Regions from separate parts of the Mus musculus genome. Here region 1 is linked to region 2. The links are chromatin contacts, called in public promoter capture Hi-C maps. All regions are on one chromosome and are shown on one strand. The core of a region is the stretch at or near the end of the contact, and the rest is flanking DNA. Distances in the headings are between cores, read along the strand shown.

What was found. Promoter capture Hi-C pulls out the DNA fragments that hold promoters and counts their contacts.
Region 1: a contact with region 2 is called in a promoter capture Hi-C map of hematopoietic stem and progenitor cells, with 4 times the contacts expected there. The contact joins the promoter of Ephb4 here to the enhancer-like site in region 2. A contact is called at or near these places in 8 of 39 promoter capture datasets (the 3T3-L1 cell line, the SN4741 cell line, embryonic stem cells and 5 more) and 2 of 9 other capture datasets (adipose tissue and liver).

Annotation. Positions count from the first base shown.
Region 1 is chr5:137,347,830-137,354,265 of GRCm38.p6, reverse strand. Ephb4 (Eph receptor B4) reads right to left here and starts at 4,157. Exons shown (of 17, transcript NM_010144.6): 1 at 3,617-4,157; 2 at 107-177. The coding sequence starts at 3,668. It overlaps Gm52791 (a long non-coding RNA gene), which reads left to right and starts at 4,214. Exons shown (of 3, transcript XR_003955817.1): 1 at 4,214-5,187; 2 at 6,200-6,334; 3 at 6,428-6,436.
Region 2 is chr5:137,184,983-137,191,437 of GRCm38.p6, reverse strand. It overlaps Gm40349 (cell wall protein DAN4-like), which reads left to right and starts at 4,999. Exons shown (of 2, transcript XM_030254982.1): 1 at 4,999-5,056. The coding sequence starts at 4,999. It also overlaps the pseudogene Gm20768. Within about 2 kb of position 1,792, at least 85 of the 459 cell types and tissues checked have an H3K27ac peak or open chromatin away from gene starts, as enhancers often do. A contact at or near this core is called in embryonic stem cells and hematopoietic stem and progenitor cells, where this site is marked.

The sequences.
Region 1 (6,436 bases), core at 2,908-5,407, 160 kb before region 2:
AAGCTGTCAGTCAGGACGTCTAGCTAGGGTCAGAGTGGCTACAGGAAACAAGTATCTCGGAGTGTTTCTGTGCAACCTCCTGCTTCAGTTCCCCTCCAGCTCTTACCTGGCCCTCTGCCTGAGGGTAAGTCACCCATTTCAGATCCGCCGTTTCCAGTTTTGTGTTCAACAGGGTCTCTAAGACAGAGAGACAAAGTCAGCCCCACTGGGGAGGTATGTGTGAGAGGTAGGGCCAACAGCTTGCTGGGAACAAACGGGAATGAGGGCGAGTGGGTTGTCTTTCTAGTTCCAGGAGGTAGCAAAATTTATTCTCTTGGACGAAGGAAATAAGACCCTAGCCACCAACCCTGCAGACCTGAGTTTCATCCTTGGGACCCACATGGTGGAAGGAGAGAGCCTCACAAGTTGTCCTCTGAGTGTGACACAAGTACTAGGCACAAGAGAAGTCTTTGTCTTCCTCTTTGTCCCCAACCTCACATAAAGCGCATGTTGATAATTTAAAGCAGGTCGGCAGGCTCGCAGGTAGCATTCCCTGATGAACGCCCTCACCAGCCCAATGCCCTTAGATTTGTAACCCCTGTTCCCAGTGCCAACTCTCCCATCAGCAGCTGGTGGGCACTGGATAGCTTCTAGATTTCCCCGGAGGGGCTGTACCCAGAAAAATGAGGGAAACTCATGCTGGAAGTTAAATGTGCACACAACTCAGGAAGGAAGGAAGGAAGGAAGGAAGGAAGGAAGGAAGGAAGGAAGGAAGGAAGGAAGGAAGGAGAAGAAGAAGAAGAAGAAGGAGAAGGAGAAGGAGAAGGAGAAGGAGAAGAAGAAGAAGAAGGAGAAGAAGCAGCAGCAGCAGGCGCTCTTGGGCTGATTCTCAGCATTTGCTCTCAGGGAAGGCAGGTATGGCACAGCTGGAGTGCTTGCTTCGTGTAGTCAGGCTCCAGGCTTCACCCCCAGAATTGCAAAAGAAAAAAAAAAAAGAAAAGAAAAGAAAGAAGAGAAAAGAAAAGAAAAGAAGAGAAGAGAAGAGAAGAGAAGAGAAGAGAAGAGAAGAGAAGAGAAGAGAAAAGAAAAGAAAAGAAAAGAAAAGAAAAGAAAAGAAAAGAAAAGAAAAGAAAGTTCTGGGCCTGGTAGCACATTCCTGTAATGCCAGCACTTGGGAGGTAGAGACAGAAAGATCAAGAGTTCAAGACCAGCTAGTGAGTTTGTGCCCAGTCTGAATTGCATGAGATCTTGTCTGGAAACAAACAAACAAACAAACAAAAAACAGGACAAAACCCAGTCCTGGCCTTGCCTCCTGGGGCTGAGAACTGCTGGTCCAGGCTAAGGTTTCCTAGAGGCCTGTCTTAGGCTCCACACTCCCTCCCTTTCCTAAGTGCCAAAATTGGCTTCCATCCCGGTCCCCGCCCCCTTTTCACACCAGACACCCAGTCCTTCAAGGTGATGCCCTCGCCTGAGGCAGTGCACCTCCCCCATTTGCTACCACCAGAGAAATAAGTTCTGGAAGCCTGGACTCTTGGGTTCCCTGCCTCGCTCAGCTCCAGCAGAGGCCCCACCACATCTGGACTTGGTTAGGAGAAAGAAAGGAGGAGAGTTTAGGGGTGGGGAGTTGTGTGTGAACACACCTGGAGGGGCTCTGGGATCATTTGAGGGGAGCAGACATGATGCTGACCCAGGAAGGGATTAGGAGATGTGCAGACTTCACTGGCAACACAACCGGGAGGGAGGAAGGGAGGGTTGGGGAATCCCCTGGTGAGGGTAGGCAACCTGGGAGGGGGCAGGAGTCTGGGAACCACATGCGTTGAGAGTGGGCCTCCAGGGGAGTCAGCGGAACACCTGGGACCAGGTCCCGCCCTCCCCTTTGGCTTTGAGAGAGAGGAGTGCCTGGAGTTAGGGTGGATGAGGGAGGCATCACCTCAAAGTTGCGGTGCTGTCTCAGGGTGTAGGGGGCAGGCAGGAACCTGAGCAGCCAGAGGCAAAGCCTACCGGCCCCTCTAATGGGTGGCAGGAGACAGCAGAACACGTTGGGGACAGGATGCCCACGGTTCTGGGAAGGGGGTGGATAGAGGCCGCCGTCCCCACCCTCCATTGTTCCAGCCTGGATAGCGTTTTCCTGTCTCCAATTTACACACTGTCTGTGCAACAGGCTGCTCTTCAGCCTGTTGAGCTGAGCCCAGACTCACTTTCCCTGCATCCACAACACGCCAGTTTGCCTCCAGCTCACTTCAGTCCCCCAGTTCCCAGACCCACCTCTCACCTCCTTCCCTCCAGGGCTCCATTTCTAGGTCGTCGTCCCCTCCCCCCCCCACCACCACATCTCCCAGTTTACACCTCCTTTAGGGCCTGAGGCCTTGGATAAACTAATTAACATTTCTAAAGCTTTAGTTTGTCACCTGTTAAGGAAACAAGAACTCTCCTTTTTTGCTGGGCAAAATAACAGTAAAATAATCGCAGTTGGCACAGGTGAAGGCAGGGGCTTGAGAATCATTCAGGTAGCGCAGGCGAGAAGGGGCATTTCCTATTGGCCCGTCTTTCCCTCCAGACACACTTCATGGGTGCTCTGCCCATTTGACTTCCTCCTCTCCAGGAGCCCAAAGTCTGTCCTCACCCCATTCCCACACTTTGATCAGCCCAGAACAGCACTGCCCAGCCTAGAGGGAGCTCCTTTGATTCCATCGCTTCAGGGAGAGATCTCCCCCACTCTTGTGTCCCACTCCCCAGATTCTCCTTTGATTCTAAGCAGCAAGGGAGGTTGTGGGGGAGCCAAATTCATTGAAAAGAGATTAGGGAGGCAGGAAAGGGGGTTATGAGTCCTGTGCAGCCCCAAGAGGGACTGTGGAGTTAGGGGCTCACAGATCTGAAGAGGCATTTGGAGAGGAATACAGAAGGAAAAAAAAAAAAAAAACCAGAAATCTGAGGCGGGCTAGGAGGCGGCCAGCTGGGGTGAATTAGGGCGACACAGGCCGGTGTTAGGCAGTTTCTGCGGGCTTGCATGGCTGGAAGAAAGCCTCAGCCTTGGGAAAAGTTGAGGTCTAAATGGCATGTAAAAGGTTGGGGTACAGCCTTGAGAAAAACAAGAAAAGAGTCTGCACGAGGTCAGTAGCCTGGCCAGCCATTTGGGAGTTGGAGAGTGGGGCTGCAGATGGGGCCATCCTGACTGGGGTGTGGAGTCCAGGTGTGAATGAACGCTAGGGAACCAGAGGTGGGGGTCGCTTTACGGCCTAGCTGGGGTCTGCCTCGCCTGCAAGTGCCCCTTCAGGAACTTTCCCCTGGAGTTTAGCCAGAGGTGGAGAGAGGATAAAAACTTTGGGGGATAGTTTTGAACATTAGGGTGGACAGGAAAAGGAAGGCTGTCATGGGCCTTTGGCATCAGGACTGAGAATTTAGAAGGCTGGGTAAGGGAAGGTCCCGGGTCTGAGCTCTCGACTCCATCTCTTTCCCAAACAAAAGAAAAACCCCACTCCCCGCCAGGCCGCCTCCTCCCCGCCCCCTCCCGTTCTAGTGCTATTGGTCCGAAGTGTTTAAGGGGTACCGGAGTTGGGATAGGGAGAGACCAGCTTTTGCACTCTGAGGCACAACTTTGGGGGACCCCAAGAACAGGGGGCACCCCAAGAAAACTCACCTTCTAAAGCAGTGGCGAGGGAAGCCCAGCACAGCAGCGCTCGGAGCTCCATGGCGCCGCCTCACTTTGGCTGAATGCGATCCGAGTTTGGGGGGCCCTGGCCCCCCCAGGTCTGACCCTCCCCTGGGCGGGTGCACACCGACTCTGCTGCTGGGACTTTCCGTCGAGGGCCTCTCAACGATGGCCCATGCGGGCGCGCCAGGCACCCGCGCTCAGGTGCGGCCCCCACGTCCCCGCCGCAGCGCGCGCGCGCGGGGAGGCCAGCCTTGAGGGGGGACGTCCTGGCAGTGGCCGTCGCTGGGCGGGCGGAGATCGGGACGTGGCTGAGAGTTAGGGGTCCCTTCGGGGCTTCGGGGGTCCCGCCCTGGCTGGCTGGGGTGGGCCGATTGCTCGCGGTCTCTCTCGCTCCCTGGAGTGGTTGGTGGATGTCGCGCCGCCGGGGTTAGTGCGCCGGTCGCGGTCAAGGAAGGTGGAAACCAAAGTGGGAACCGAGCAGGAGGGAGGGAAACAGGCTGGGCCAGGGCTGGGCCGAGTCGAGACTGAGTCGGGCGGCGCCTGGCCTAGGAGGGAGGGGCGCATAGGAGGCGGAGACAGTCCCATGTCAGAGTTTCCCCCCGCCCCATCTCCCAACACCCTGGAGCCCGGGTTTCTCTGGGAGGGGGGGGTGCACGGGGAGCTGATTGGCTCCTATGCTGCTGAATAATTCATGAGAGGGGGGGCCGCCCGAACTGAGCCTGTCGGGAAGTTAGGAGAAAGTTTGCAAGAGGGGGAGGGGCGGCATGTGTGGAACTTAGGGACTGTCCAGGGGTGCTGGGTGTCCCATGCCTACTACCCCTGATTGTGCATGTTGGGGCAGTAGCCCAGGAATCCTCAGGACTGACCTGAACCTACCAGGCCTCACAGATGTGTGCGTAAATGTGAATGCCCCCACACAAAGCCTGCTTTGACCTTGCAGCGGGACCTGAGATTCCACATCTGGATGCGCCCCCTGCCACCTAGTTGGAGCAGGGGATTGCATTTGGGAGGAGAAGGTTAAAACTTTGCATTTGGGTATGGAGAGCTTCCCAACAGACCTCCGTTCCTCAAGCAATAATCCCAGCTTGTCTATCTCCGGAGAGAGCGCTCACACAATCAGTGCGTGCTCGTTAAGTCCTGGAGATCCACTGAGCGCGCAGCCTAACGCTGGAGAAAGTGGTTTGAAACCCAAAGTATAGAAAATGTAAATAAAAGGCAGGCGTGTCAGAGAGGGTGAGGGATCTCCGTAACACCTCATTTCATTTTTTTAAAGGAGGGGGACACTTCCCCGCCGCCTGCAGCCTTGACCTCCAAGGCGGGGGTAGGGACCGTTGTGGCTCTTTCCTGAGGCTGTTTCCTGTCTGGCTCCTGGGGGCCCTCGGGATGGCTGGGAGGGCCCTTCCTCTCATTTGCTAGCACCCCCTCTCATCCATCAGTTTGAGGGGAGGGTCCAGGAAAGACGGCCTCCTATCTACATCAGGGCACTGTGAGTGTGGGGCACGGGATGGTTGGATGAGAGAGGTGCTGTTCCCGAAGTCGGTCCTTTAAGGGCTGCGGTAAGGAGACTTTAATTTAAGGTAATTAGTACAGGGTCTGGAAACTCTGAGGTAGGAGTCTGGGGCACCTGGGAGTCTGCCAAATACCCTAAGGGCGCACACACACACCCCAGCGGGCGCGGGAGACCGGTGATGACCTCTTGTCCGCCTGCGCGCACACACACACCAGCGGGCGCGGGAGACCCGTGATGGCCTTTTGTCCCCGTGCACTTATCTTCCTGGCGCAAGTAGTGCTCCCCACCCCCTGCCCTTCCTCACAGCCCTGCCTGGGTCCCGCTCCGGGGTGGGGGGTCAGCCAGGGCAGGAAACAGCCGGCTTGGCTGGAGCCAGGCTGACCGGCTAGATCTGGGAGTCCCCTCCTCCTTCCCCACGCAGACTCAGGCTCCCCTTCTCTTATCCACAGACACCCCCTTTTTTGCAGCTATCATTCTGCATCCGGGTCCCCCTGAATTTCTGAGTCGTGGCTTGTTCTCACCCTAGGAGCCACCATCAGCAGCCCACTTCAAGCCTTTGATTGCTTAAAAATTTTCACATTTAGTGGGATAAGCAATTCATTAGTATGCAGAGACGATTAACGCCTCAATAGAGGAGAGACAAGCAGCCTGGATGACAGAGGCAGGCGTGGAGGAGGGTTCGGTTGATGAGACCCAGCTGAAAAGATGAAAGAGCCCATCAGATTATTCCGAAAACCCAAAGACAGTGTATCAGTAAGAATGACTCCTGGGCTGGCCTCTCTGCTGCTATCAGTAGAGAATTTGGTAAACAGTTTCTCTAGCACCCAGAAAGCCCTGAGTTCCATCCCATTCCTACACAGATCCAGTGTGGTCATACTCCCACAACTTGGGAGGAAAGTGGAACCAGACTGGACTACATTGCAAGTCTTACACACACACACACACACACACACACACACACACACACACACACACACAGAGAGAGAGAGAGAGAGAGAGAGAGAGAGAGAGAGAGCGCGCACTGGTGAAAATCCCGTGATTTCCCTTTTCCATGCAAGTGACGCCCGAGATCTTTACTCCCCGGGTCAGGAAGCACCCTCCATTTATCCTGTGTGTGTGAGGTCATTCCTTCCACTCCCGGACCACCAGAAACTCCTGCTGCCAGCACTGAGTTGCTTAGCCTTCTGCTGCAGGTGAGAACTCCCATTAGCCCAAAATCAGTGTTTGTCCCAAAGACCCAACCAAATCTCAAACCTTTTTGTTTTTCTTCTTCTTCTCGGTGTTAGGGGACTTGG
Region 2 (6,455 bases), core at 543-3,042:
GTCTCCACAACTTAGGGAAACCTCATCTCAAAATAAAAGTAACAGGAGGGCTGGCGTCTACCTCACTGACAACCGGCTGACCTCTGTTCTCCCAGCACTAGGATTAAAGATCTGTGTCTCCATGCCAGCCAGATCTACATCTTTGTCACCTGTTAGACCCAGCAGCCGGCAGAACAGAGCTATTCTCTGTCATCACAAGGCCCTGATGGAAAAGTTATCACAGCAGCTGTGCCAAGACCAATCAGTGCGATTCAGGTAGAGGGTAAAATAATGCTTACGGTTTTAGAAATTATAAGTCATGAATTGTCAATTCATGAAAAAGACTGACAGATTACTGTTGGTTTTCTCGTTGGGTTTTTGTTTTATTTTATTTAGAGTACTGGGAATTGAATCTAGGGCTTCATTTATGATAGAAAAAAAGTGCTCTGCCACTGAGCCACGCCCCCAGTCCCTCACTGGGGGGTTCTAGGCTGGGGCTCTACCACTGAGCCACGCCCCTAGCCCCCTCACTGTGGGATTCTAGGCAGGAGCTCTACCACTGAGCCACACCCCCAGCCCCTCACTGGGGGATTCTAGTCAGGGGCTCTATCACTGAGCCACGCCCCCAGCCCCTCACTGGGGGATTCTAGGCAGGGACTCTACCACTGAGCCACACCTCCAGCCCCTCACTGGGGGATTCTAGGCAGGAGTTCTACCACTGAGCCACGCCCCCTGCCCCTCACTGAGGTATTCTAGGCAGGGGCTCTACCACTGAGTCATATATCCAGCTCATTCTTGTGTGGATGAATGGGAGTCGGATATTCTATTCCCATCCATATCAGATACTCTCTCTGTGAATACGCGTGGTGTGTGTGTGTGTGTGTGTGTGTGTGTGTGTGTGTGTGTGTGTGTAAGAGAGAAGGAGAGGGAGAAAAGGTCTGTAGGAGGCAGAGGTTAGCATAGAGATCTTCCTCAATCACTTCCCACTTTTAAAAAGTTTGTTGTTGTTGTTTTAACTTTTAAAATTTACTCTTGTCTCACATTAAGGTATATTCTGACTACAGTTTCCACTCCATCCTCCCCTCGCACTCCCATTTCCTCTCTTTTCATTTCCCTTCAGAAAACAGCAGGTCTCCCAGGGATATCAACCAAACATGGTGTATCACGTTGTAATAGGATTAGGTGCCTCCCCTTGTTTTAATGCTGGATGAGGCAACCCAGTAGGACGGAAAGCAGGCAGAAGAGTCAGATATACCCCCAACTCCTTCTGTTAGGAGTTCCACAAGAAGATTAAGCTACACATATTAAGACAGAGTCTCTTGCTAAGCACGGAGCTTCCTGCTTTGACTAGATTGTACAGTAAGGCCTTAGCATCCTTTTGTTCTGTCTCCCCAGGGCCAGGACTAAGGATGTGTTTTACCACACCTGGCTTTTCATGTAGATGCTCAGCACCCAAACTCAGGTCCTACTGCTTAAGCTGCAAACATTTTGCTGACTAAGAAATGTCCACAGCCTACTTGGTTGTTGTTGTTGTTGTTGTTGTTGTTGTTGTTGTTGTTGTTGTTGCTATGACAAATGACCTGACAGCAGCAACTTTAGGAAAGAACAGTTTCTTTTATTCCATCTGGGATCCCAGCCAGTGGGATGGTACCGCCCATACCCGGGGTTGGCTTTCCCTCCTGATCTATAATTCTCTGGAAACACCCTCAAAGATGGACCCGAAAGAGTCTAGGTGTGTCTAGATGATTCCAAATCCAGACAAGCTGACAGTGAAGATTGGCTGCTGCAGATGTGATATAAGAAATGGTGCTGCGGGGCGGAGCCGCGGCGGGCCTCTGGGCGGAGGTAACCGTGTTTCCGTTGAGGTCTCTGGGCTGCTCGGGCTCGGAGGGGTGGCCCCGGGGATCGCGGCGCGGCCTGGGGCCCGGTGGTGGCCCAGCGGCTTGCTGCCGAGCCCGGGGGCGAAGGAAGCGGCTCTTCCTCTCCAGCCCCTGCCCTCCGTGCTCGGGCGCACACCTCCTCCCTGACGCATTTTGCCGCACAAGCTGTAATATGGCCGCAGCGACGGCGGCCTGGCTCCCAGGAGCTAGGTTCGTGTTGGAGGCTTCGGAACCCAGAGAAGGAGCGCTGCGGCGTGGAGCAAAACAATTGGCTCGGGCATCCTTGGTGGATTTTTGGTTTTTATTGTTTCCCCCAACTTAAAGACTGAAGTGTTGGAACCATGGGGATAAAGGTCCAGCGTCCTCGATGGTTTTTTTTTTTTTTTGTTTTTGTTTTTGTTTTGTTTTTTTTTTTTTTACATTGCCATTAATAATCAACCTGCTAGAAGAGTTGTCTTTGAATTATTTTCCCAGTGTATATCCCAAAACATGTGAGAACTTTCGCTGCCTTTGTACAGGTGGAAAAGGGACAGGGAAATCAACTCAGAAGCCATTACATTATAAGAGCTGTCTCTTTCATAGAGTTGTCAAGGATTTCATGGTTCAGGGTGGTGACTTCAGTGAAGGGAATAGAAGAGGAGGAGAATCTATTTATGGAGGATTCTTTGAAGATGAGAGTTTTGCTGTTAAACTCAGCAAAGAGTTTCTCTTATCAATGGCCAACAGAGGAAAGGATACAAATAGTTCTCAGTTCTTTATAGCAACAAAACCAACTCCTCATTTAGATGGGCACCATGTTGTTTTTGGGCAAGTGATCTCTGGTCAGGAAGTTGTGAGAGAGATTGAAAACAAGAAAACAGATGCTGCTAGCAAACCATTTGCTGAAGTTCGGATACTCAGTTGTGGAGAGCTGATTCCGATGTCTAAGGTTAAGAAAGAAGAAAAGAAAAGGCATAAGTTTCCCCCCCCCCCCCAACCAGTGACTCAGATAGCTCACCCGATTCTCCGTCCTCCTCCGAGTCTTCTGATTCTGAAAGTGCTTCTGAAGAAAAATCCAGAAAGAGGAAAAAGAAACATAGGAAAAATTCTCGAAAGCATAAGAAGAAGAAGCGAAAGAAAAGCAAGAAAAGCCCATCTGAAAGTGAAGCAGAAAATGTTGATGCACAGCCCCAGTCTACTCTCTGTCCAGAAGAGATCCCTCCTATACCAGAAAATAGATTTTTAATGAGAAAAAGTCCTCCTAAAGCCGATGACAAGGAGAGGAAAAACAGAGAGAGAGAGAGAGAGAGAGAGAGAGAGAGAAATCCCACCTAACTCCCAGCCTGCTTCATACCAGCGACGATTCTTTTTTTTTTTTTTTTTTTTTTTTTTAAAGATCTTATGAGCCATTTTTTTTTTAAATTTTATTTATTTTATTATTATATGTAAGTACACTGTAGCTGTCTTCAGACACACCAGAAGAGGGAGTCAGATCTTGTTACGGATGGTTGTGAGCCACCATGTGGTTGCTGGGATTCGAACTCTGGACCTTCGGAAGAGCAGTCGGGTGCTCTTACCCACTGAGCCATCTCACCAGCCCACCAGCGACGATTCTTAGTTACTAGGTCTGGCAGGAAAATTAAAGGAAGAGGACCGAGGCGTTATCGAACTTCTTCCAGATCCAGATCGAGGGATCGATTCAAACGAAGTGAGACTCCTCCACATTGGAGACAAGAGATGCAGAGAGCTCAGAGAATGAGGGTGTCAAGTGGTGAAAGATGGATCAAAGGGGATAAGAGTGAGTTAAATGAAATATAAGAAAATCAAAGGAGCCCAGTTAGAGTAAAAGAGAAAAAAATAACAGATCACAGACACATGTCTGAAAAAGATGATAAATAGAACAAAAACAAAGTGAAGAAAAGAGGCAAATCCAAGAGTAGGAGCAAGAGCAAAGAGAGATCCAAGAGTAAGGAGCGAGACTCGAAGCACAGCAGACACGAAGACAAGAGGGTGAGGTCAAGAAGTAAAGAAAGGGATCACGAGACTACTAAAGAAACAGAAAAACCACTGGATCTTAAAGGGAAAGATCAGGAAAGGAGTAGAAGCAAAGAGAACTCCAAACAGGTAGAACAAAAAAGTAATGAACATGACCATAGCAAAAGTAAAGAAAAGGATAGACGTGCACAGTCCAGGAGTAGAGAACGGGATCTGACTAAAAGTAAACACAGTTACAACAGTAGAACAAGGGAGCGAAGCAGGAGTAGGGACAGGAGCAGAAGAGTGCAGTCCAGAAGCCATGACAGAGATCACAGCAGAAGCAAGGAGTACCATAGATACAGAGAACAGGAGGACGATCGAGAAGTAAAGATAGGAGGAGGAGAAGGAGGGATTCCCGGAGCTCAGAGAGAGAAGAAAGTCAAAGTAGAAACAAAGAAAAATATAGACGCCAAGAAAGTAAGAGTTCACACAGAAAAGAAAATTCTGAGGGTGAGAAAAGAACGTACTCTAAAAGTCATGATCATAATAGCTCAAATAATAACAGGGGAAAAAAGGCTGATAGAGAGCAAAGTCCAGTGTCAAAAACAAAGCAAAGCGGTCAGGACAATGAAGTGAAGTCCTCCACATTAAAAAATCAAGAGGACGAAAAGACCAGATCCCCGGTGGAAAAAGAAAATAAAAAATCAAAGGGTCAAGAAAATGATCATGCACGTGACAAAAATTAAAAATGTGATCATGAATCAAGCCCTGGAACAGATGAAGACTAAAGTGGATGAGTGAGTTGTGTACTCTTAATTCCTTCCTGTCTCACATTTTAAGTTTTGAAGACTTACTGTTGAACCTTCCTTTTATTTGTTGTTTTCATTGTTTTGGAGTTGTTTTATGTTTGTGGCCCCTCCCCCCCGTTTTTTAAAATGTGGACTTCATTGAGTTGATCTTTTGATAATCTGCTACCTGGATAATTTGTACTGCTAAAGTTTTAATAAACTTGAAATGAAAAGAAAAACAAAAACAAAAACAAAAAAGAAGTGGTGCTGCATGCATAGCCACGTGTCATCCTGGAGAAGGCGCTGCGAACCCTCAGGATCAGGATCACAGCAGACTCCGAACTCCAACTCCGATACTTCTGCACATAGTCCATAAGTGGGATGCAGGACTGGGGATGGAGGAGGAGTCTATTGTGGGAGGCAGCAAGAACCACAGGCTGGCCTGCGGCAATGGTGATATTTCAGCAAGGATGAATTTCAGCCCTGGTGTATGCACGTGTGTGTGCGCGTGCAGGGAGAAAGGACACAGAGAATTGCCCATGGAATTGGGGGATTCCACCAGCCCTCTGGTGCCTGCTAGGTTCACAAGAAATGCTGCTGCACAGGTCAGATGTAAAGAATGGAGGCATGGGACTGTGATGCTAAAGATAATCCACAGGACATGTGGCATGTGTGACTCATGAGGGGAGAAAAAGGGGAGGGCCCGAAGAGCGTGCCTGGCACCTCAGAGCACTTGTGCCCGAGCACCAGGGAGTGTGCAAAGCACGAGGAAGGCAAGTGTGAGAAAGCTGGCTTGAGGTGAATGGGTGTGCTTTTCCCACAAAGCCTTGCCACATTGGCAATGCCACCCTGCAAACAATCCAAGCCAGGAATTATCTTGTGGCACAGTCACTGCTGCCCAAAAATACTATGTTGCTCAGAAGAGAAAGGGGGAGTACTGGACCATTGATCAAATTTACAGGTTCATGGGTCAATTTCTACACAGCGGGGAGGAAAGTCCAGTTGTGCTTTAGTGGGAGATGGAGCTAGCTCCCATCCCTTTCTCAGGAATAACAGGAAAAAAAGATAAAAATCTATCAAATTTATCATCCCTTCTTCTCTAATTCTCTTCCCCCTCTCCCCAATTAAAACATGTTCAGGCACAGTGGAAGGCGCTAGAACCTCTTCATTTACACAATCTGCTATGTATGGCTCTACAACATTGCCAAGCAGCACAAATTCAACACACGTAACAGCGTCCATTGAGAGCAAGCACACAAGAGAAACAGATGTCACCGAATTTACAAGCAGCTTGGCACACACGTCCAAGACAACGGAAGATCTTCAGAGTATAGTGCCAAGAAATGACTTCACAACTAAAATAGGAGGCCCGAGTTCAGCTTCCACATCGGTGATGACTGGAAACTCCCAAAGTCCAGTCTCAAATAAAGGAACAGCAACTGACAGAACCAGTTCACATTTACCATCAACACCAAGGACCACTGAAAACTCTCAAAACGCAGTCCCTACAACCAATTCAGTCCCAATCCCGGAAAGCTCCGTATCAACAGCTCTCACGCAGGAACCCACAACCTTCCAAAAGAACTCAACTGCAACAGAAACACCTGTATCTCCTGACATAACCCACACCCCATCCCAAACGGATGCATCGGCAAACTCCCCGAGCAGCTCAGAGGCAACACATGGAACTCAACCCACGGAGAAGGTCCAAACAACAGGCTTCACTCTGGACACTATGACCATCCCAAGGAGCTCAGTTTCCACAGAAACCACTGCCCCTCCTGACACCTCCTTCACCACAGCCACGACTGAGGAACCTAAAACCCGGACAAACAGCCAGACACTTGTAACT